2 separate regions of the Mus musculus genome follow, and region 2 is linked to region 1. The links are chromatin contacts, called in public Hi-C maps. All regions are on one chromosome and are shown on one strand. The core of a region is the stretch at or near the end of the contact, and the rest is flanking DNA. Distances in the headings are between cores, read along the strand shown.

Evidence for each region. A called contact is a pair of places that touch in the nucleus more often than the background predicts.
Region 2: a Hi-C map of the G1E-ER4 cell line shows a contact between it and region 1, with 3 times the contacts expected there. The contact joins two enhancer-like sites. A contact is called at or near these places in 2 of 39 promoter capture datasets (the 3T3-L1 cell line and hippocampal neurons), 13 of 484 Hi-C or Micro-C datasets (the 3T3-L1 cell line, the C10 cell line, the C2C12 cell line and 7 more), 1 of 115 datasets of contacts at active chromatin or transcription factors (embryonic stem cells) and 1 of 9 other capture datasets (liver).

Annotation. Positions count from the first base shown.
Region 1 is chr1:38,392,351-38,396,019 of GRCm38.p6, forward strand. The region is part of intron 5 of Aff3 (AF4/FMR2 family, member 3); the gene reads right to left. Among named protein-coding and RNA genes, the nearest start is that of Gm16150, 170 kb to the left of the region's middle. Within about 2 kb of position 1,326, at least 62 of the 459 cell types and tissues checked have an H3K27ac peak or open chromatin away from gene starts, as enhancers often do. A contact at or near this core is called in the G1E-ER4 cell line, where this site is marked.
Region 2 is chr1:38,495,585-38,499,500 of GRCm38.p6, forward strand. All of the region lies in intron 4 of Aff3 (AF4/FMR2 family, member 3), which reads right to left. Among named protein-coding and RNA genes, the nearest start is that of Aff3, 130 kb to the right of the region's middle. Within about 2 kb of position 2,222, at least 19 of the 459 cell types and tissues checked have an H3K27ac peak or open chromatin away from gene starts, as enhancers often do. A contact at or near this core is called in the G1E-ER4 cell line, where this site is marked.

The sequences.
Region 1 (3,669 bases), core at 76-2,575:
AGGAAGAGAGGCAGGGTACATGGGTCTGTCTGGATGGATGTTCATAGGTGAGGTCAGGATTCTCCCAGGTCTCCCCTACAGGTGCCAGGTAGAGACAAAACCTGCCAGAGGGGGCGAACCTACTAGCATGAATTGTTCATGGCTGTGAGCCTACCTTTAACCTTTAGCAAGTATTTCAGTTTCTAGTTGGACTTCTCATAGGTATCATGGCCTTGATTATTCTCTCATGTAAGTAACACCCAGGTCTCGTGTTGTCCTGAAGCGCCCCCTGCCCCCAACATACACACACTCTATAGCTTGAGCTGTTTGCTCTGCAACTTGAGGTCTTCTGAGTTTTGTGAAAGTCACTGATGTCCTGGTCCTCTGTCATTTTCTCTCACAGTGGGGCCAGTGTTCCTAAAGGAAGTCAGCTCTAAGCTACAAGATGATTAATATTTTAGGGAGAACTTTCTCAAGTTCTGTGCAGTTAATTCTACACCTAGTGAGACACACTGACCACTGTTGTGCTAGAAAATAAAACTCATCAAGAGACCCTGCTTCCAATGCTGGGTATTTCATGCACTGTTCTTCGTGTTTCAAGTAAACACAGGTTAACATCATGAACGATTCACACAGATGAGACCTTCCACCAAAGACCAAGCCAAGCTTGGTAATTTTGGACACTGTTTAGTTCCTACAAAGACATGAATTTTCTACATGTAAACTTCCACTTCTTCCTTCAGAGACAAAAAGCTATCAACCAACTGCTTATCAAACAAATGGCCCACCAGGGGGTGCAGTCTGCACTGGTTTCTGTTGTGGTCGCTCACTGTATGGACCTGAACTGTGGCAAAACCACTTTAAGAAGTGACTCAGAACATTCTACTGCTCCAAGAAAGACTATTCTTTGTGTTTTATTGTTTGACAAGCAATTTCAAAAGATTTTTTTTTAACACTTTTGTCTTACAAATTAGGGCCAAGTTGTAAAGAAACTAAGCAAGTATTTAAATTCCTCAGGGAAGTTCATACTAATGTTAAGTCTTTCCTATAATCAGTAATACTTTAGCAAAAAAAAAAAATTAGCAAATATCCTAGAACTATATGTTCTATACTGAGATTTCAAGTCAGCGTCATTTCTAACAAATCTGAAACGTCATTTCAACAGTAAGAACGAAGGCAGCTAACGGCTGTCAGTTCCAAAATAAAATGTTTGTTCTAGTCACAGGTTTACAGAGCTCTCCTCCAGAAGCACATGTAATGAATGAAGACACGCTGTTAGACATGCTGATTCACTGGGACACGTGAGTTCGAAAATGTATCTAGCAGGAGCCGTTCCAGGCATATGCAACAGTGGATGAGAACAGCGGCTTTCCCTGGGAAAATGAGTGTGCCCCACACTGCAGTCTGCACTGGCTCTAAGTCACATGCTCAGTAAGCTACTGCTTAAGGCAGACTCAGCTGGAAACTCTTCCCCTGGCAGCCAGGAGGGCGGTGGCTTCTGCACTGCAGTCCCACCTGCTGGGTCCTTACTCTGGGTCTTTGCCTTCTCCTCCCCCTGAGATCCAGTGCTGCTCTTCCTGAGGTGACAAGGGGACTACCGTGTACCACAGGGCTCCCAGAGAGTAGTAACCACCCAGGCCATTGCAAAAAAAAAAAAAAAAAGAAAAAAGAAAAAAAAAAGTCTGGCATTTTGAGGTGTGTTGTTAAATAACTGATTATGTATGCTCCAGGCTGACACACAGGGACTATCAAAGTGTCTCTCTGCTTGCACAGTTCCTTCATGGGGTGGCTTAGACATCCAAAGCCTCGGTCCTATACTTCAGGAACAGTTAGCAGCCCCCTCCTACCCTCCACAAACAGAAACAGTCAAAGCAGCCATGATGTGTCTTCTTCAGGCTGAAGGGAGTGAGGTAGACTAGATCCAAGGGTCTTGAGGTACTTGCGCAACAGTCAGTCGGATGTTTAAAAACATGCGATTGGTTTTTGTTTTGTTTTGTTTTTTTAACACAGTTGTTCCTGGGTAGCCACTGGGGATTGGTCCCCTGAAGGCATGCAGATCTGTAAATGCTCAAATCCTTTGTGTAACACGGTACGGTTTTTGTACAAAACCTACAAATGCCTTCCCATATGGTTTATGTCATCTCTAGATGACTAGAATACCCAACACAATGTGTTGAACAATGACTAGTGACATGGAGCAAGTCTAAGCATGTAAGCACAGATGTGGACATACTAGGTCTCACATCATGGCTCAGCACTGAGGCACGAGGCAGCGGACACCACACTTGAATCGCTGGAGAGAGCCTGGGATCTGTGAGGAGGTGGAGGCTGCAGGGGCCACACCCACACATCACACACACTCAGCGACAGCCTTGGCACACCATTCAGACTGTGGAGCTGCTTTCAGGACTCGTTCCTATGCTCCACAGGCCTGGGGAGCCTGTGGGAACAGAGGACTGGCTGTACTCTGCAGGGTATAAAAGAGCCCCAGGCTGCACAGTGGGAGACCTCAGTTTAAACTCTGCTCTGTGTGCTATGGCCTCTACCTCTCTCTTTCTACCTGGAAGACAGGGAGGGCACTACAATGAGGGAACACGGGTAACTCATGTGAAGGACACCCCAGCAGCACATGTTAAGCCAGGCTGCAGGGAATAGTGGAATAATTGAAGCATACTTCCAATCATGGAACTTGTTTAGCCTCGGATATTTCCTTTCATGTTTATGGGTAAAGGGTTCAGGACATGTCCTCTGAAGGTCTGTGAGTTTTCCTGACACTAACACAGTAGGCTTTGGGTGGAGGGATTTTCAAACCCAAATGATTGCTAATCTTGTTTCTTAAATATTCCTTCTGACTTACTACTTTGTTCTCTGGCCCTTTAGTTGAGTTTCCTGTAGAGGCATGTGCTTTTGCTTTTGATGTGGCACATACTTGAAAAAAAAAAACCTTATTAAACAGAGGAGCCCCATGGCACCTGGAGCTGACGCTCCATCCCCGGCCTACTCCGAACAAGTCTCCCTTTGTGTTCTTTTGTGCTAAAGTGATTAATCATCTTACCATCCAAGGGCTGCTGACAATCTTTCTAGATGATTCCGGCTACCGTGACCTCCACCCCCACCCCCCAGCATCAGCACTTGTCTCTCACACTCCTGGAACCTCTTCTTTATTCACACACAATGGGCCGGCTCCTCCTTTCATACAACAATAACCAGCTACGTTTACATCTCGCCTTTTTCCCTCCCGAGTTCGGGGCTCAGGTCAGGCAGGATGTAGTGATGACTTCAATGAGCAGGCAAGGAAATGAAAAGTTAAAAAGTCAAGATGATGAAGCCTGTTGGCAGAGCGGAGGGGGGCTCTCTCCCTAATGGAAGGGGACCTGTTGTGGCTTCTTTTCTGGGTTACATCATTCTCAGAACACACGATGCCTGGGGATTCTTTTCTCCATCTTCCCCTTTCCTCTGGTGAGCATCAACACTCTTCTGAGGCTCTGTATTTGAAGACCATGGAGGTCAGCCTTGGCCTCACCAGGCCCTTAATCTCTAATTTGGTTTTCTGAGACATGGCTGAGGTAGGACTCAGGAGCTGATCATTTAAAAACAAGTGTTCAACAGCAATTCTTGCTAACTTTAAACTTTAAAAAGCCCATCTGTTTTGTCCTCTTACAAGTACATACTGTTAAAATGAATTTTAAA
Region 2 (3,916 bases), core at 972-3,471, 100 kb after region 1:
CCACTCCCAGGTGCTAGGGTAACACATGTGTTCTACCACTGGACTGGTGTTCTGTAAGTCCTGTGGCAGGCATCTTGCCTTAGTATCTATTCTATACATCAGCATTAAGCTTCAGGTGCCCTTGTATCTTTTCCTTTTTTTATTTTACCAGGGGCTGGCTCAGAATGGCTTATGAACTCATGGTAAACATCCCCTCTCGGCCCCATATTCAGTCACACTACCATTCTGATAGTAGGATGGATTTGATCTGTGTTTATACCATGGAAATTGGTAGATAAAACAGAGCAGAAAGAAGAGTAAAGAGTCCTCTTTTCCTTGGAGCTGTAAGCACATAAGGTACCACCTTCCTCAACGGTTATAAGGCACCATCATCCTTGATGCTCATAAGGTATCATTATCTTCAATACTTGTAAGGCACCACCATCCTCGATGCTAACAAGGAACCAGCATCCTCGATGTTAATAAGGGACCAGCATCCTCAATGCTAACAAGGAACCAGCATCCTCGATGTTAATAAGGGACCAGCATCCTCAATGCTAACAAGGAACCAGCATCCTCGATGTTAATAAGGGACCAGCATCCTCAATGCTAACAAGGAACCAGCATCCTCGATGTTAATAAGGGACCAGCATCCTCAATGCTAACAAGGAACCAGCATCCTCAATGTTAATAAGGGACCAGCATCCTCAATGTTAATAATGGACCAGCATCCTCAATGCTTACAAGGTACCCCATCCTCTGACTCAGTGCCTGTCATGATTGGCATTGAGAGTAAGCTTTGTCAACCCAGTACATTTGAACCCACACATTCAACTAATGGCCGATAGCTGAGTTCCAGTTCCAAAATACCTCCCATGCCTTCCACCTTTTGTCCAAACTCAAACGATTCCAGTTCCACCAGGGTACGTGACTACTGTTCTTGACAGACTTCCCTGATTCCCTCCACAGTCTCTGGGGTCTCTCCCTTTGAATACATTTGGGATCATGCCATGGCTCACCATGTTCTAAGGGAGCCAAGCACTAAATCTCACCTACAGCGACAGTTCACTGAACCAGGCATATGCATTTAGTTGAGACTGTCTAAGACCTGGGCTTCGTATCCCTTAGCCTCAGATGACTTTACCTTCATTCTGTCCTACAGACCCATTCAGCTCAGAAATCCCTCTCCTAGTCCTCCTACCCAGAATGGACGAGTCCTTCCTCTCTGCCATACAACCTTTGACAGCACTACTATTCTTCCGGTCGTATGCTTCACTGTTTCACAGATGCCAAGCTCAGCAAGCAATTAGCTTCATTTCCATCAGATTTTAGAACCTGCTTTGCCCTGAAGTGATAGAGATTCTATTTTTCTCTCAACCATGTATTTTCCTCATTTTGCTTCCCTAACTCAATTTTAATTATCCCCAAACCGAAAGCATTTAAGACTTAAGAATGCCTACTCTCTGACACAACCATGCAAGATGAAAGGATATTTAACCTCAGGCTGGGTGTTCCAACCGCCTGCAATTAAAGCACTCCATCTCCCTCGCTCGCTCGCTCGCTCGCTCTCCCCACACACTTGGGTTGACTCTATGATTAAAAAAGAAAACGATTTCATTACAGATAATTTAGTTGACATTTTTGCTTTGGTACAGCTTGGAGTTGAGATGGCTTTCGCTGTCACAAGATAATTTAGCATGCAGTAGCATCAAGAAACACAAAGCAAGAGTGCCCTTAACATGTGCAAGGCATATGGGGGAAAGGCAAAGCAAGGCGAGCCACAGGGAAGTTGGTCATAAAATACCTGTGAAGCTACAGCATCTTGAGGCAGGAAGGAGGATGCCCTGAGGCTACTTCCCTGAGCCCTCAACATCTTCCTCCTCCTCCTCCTCCTCCTCCTCCTCCTCCTCCTTCTCCCCCTTTTCCCCTCCTCCTTCTCTTCCCCTTTCTCCCCCTCCTTCTCTTCCTCTCCTTCCTCCTCCTCTTCCCCCCTTCCTCCTTCTCTTTCTCCTCCTCCTCTTCCTCCTCCTCCTCTTCCTCCTCCTCCCCTTCCTCCTCTTTCTCTTCCTGCTCCTGCTCCTCCTCAAGCTCCTCCAAAGTGGCCAAAGTCATACCTTCTTGGTTGTGTGCTGAAACTGAGTAGTGCGCCTCTGCATGACAAGGAAGCTAAAGAGTGCATGGAGCAGAGAGAACACAGGATGCTTTGGAGTAGGATGCTGTCAACTGACCTTTGCCCTGCTCCTGCGTTCTCTGCAAGAGCCCAGGAGAAAGTGGGGGGGCGGGCACAGGAGCGCACTCTGCTTCCAGCTGTCCTCTGCAGGAGTCCCGGGGGTGGGGGAGAGTGGGGGGTGAACAGGGGAACAGAAGTCTGCTTTCTACTGTGCTCTGTGGGAGGCGATGAGGGTCAAGGAGGAGAGAGGCACTCTTCTGGTTTTTGCTCTCCCCCAATTTCTTGCTGCTTTGGTGCAGAAAGAAGGAGTTAACCCAAGCGGCCCCTCAGATGTGCACTCGGCCGGCTGGCTTCATTAGGACTTTGCCAGGTGTCCAACCGCAGAGCTTTTTGTATTTACACCTTCAAAGACAACGCCCACACTCATCTTTTTTGCTGACTGGTGACCTGAGTTGACCTCGGAGAATGTGTGCTAATTGGTGGGAAGATCCACATTTGGGCATCTCTAGCATACAGGGATGTATAGCGTCAACTTCCATGTCTGTGGGGACATCAATTACTTCTTTCTTCCCTTTAGACTTTGAATTTTTCCCTGTCCTTGGCACAGTAATCCCACATATTTCCAGGGCCTGGGATGATGATGGAGCCATGGAAACAGTGTACAGGGATCAGGTCTTGGTCAGGGGTATGGGGTCACTCACACAGTCACCATTTCTTTCTGTTGAGAACATTCAAAAATCTTCTCTACTTTGAAAAAATGCAATTAATTCCTGTCAAACATAGTTACCCTATCGTGCGGTAAAACACGAGGAAAGAGAAGGTAGATATTGCTCCTAGCCAAGTGTACTATGCATGAGGTAACCATCTGTTCTATCACAACCCTTGCAGGAAATTATAGTCAGTAGTTTTAGTTTCTACATACAAATGAGAACACACACTATCCATCTTCCTGGGCTTGACCTATTTTACTTATCAACAGAAAGTTCTTCATCTAAAACCTGGTCCCCCATACCATGCAAATACACATGAAGATGAAGAAAGTCCTGCCAATCTAATTAATAATTCTAAGTGTATATATCTATTATATTTTGTAATTAGGGTCTGCGAAATTTTATAGGGACTCGCCACACCTGCACCATACGTTTATATAATGGTAAGAGCACAGGCATCCAGATATGATCCATCCCGGAGTCTAATAGCTCTCTCCGTAGCACTCTCTAGACACGGCCTGTGAGGAAACATAATGTCACATAATGTGTTCAAATGGGGCCCCATTGGTAAGTGGTAAAGAACTGTTCCAGTAAGAGACAGGCATGGAAAGATGGTTTTCTTTTTAGTCATTCACTCAATGGCTGACAGAAAACTGAGGTTGTCCTCATTCAGATCCAAAGAAAGACATGTCCCCACTGTCTTCTGCAGACTCGCTCTCCGCCCGTGACCCTGAGGGAGCATTTTCTTCTTCATCATTTCAACTCTCAAATGCTCCTTTTCTGTTCCCACAGCTTGGAAGCTCTCCAATGTTCATCCCGTCCCTCTTCCTCTCCTCACTCTCTCCTCCAGGCCTGCTCTTCCTCCTCCATGCTCACCTCCCCTTTTTTCACAACAAACCTTAGTTTACAGATAAAATATCCCAGAAGTAGGCTGGTGGTCCTTGTCTATACTCCAGCCCTCGGGAGGAGGAGCCTGGAGAATCAGGAGTTCAAGTCTGGCTTTGGCTACATGAGAACCTCATCTCCCGCAAGCTGTTTCATCATTCTCTGCCCCCAT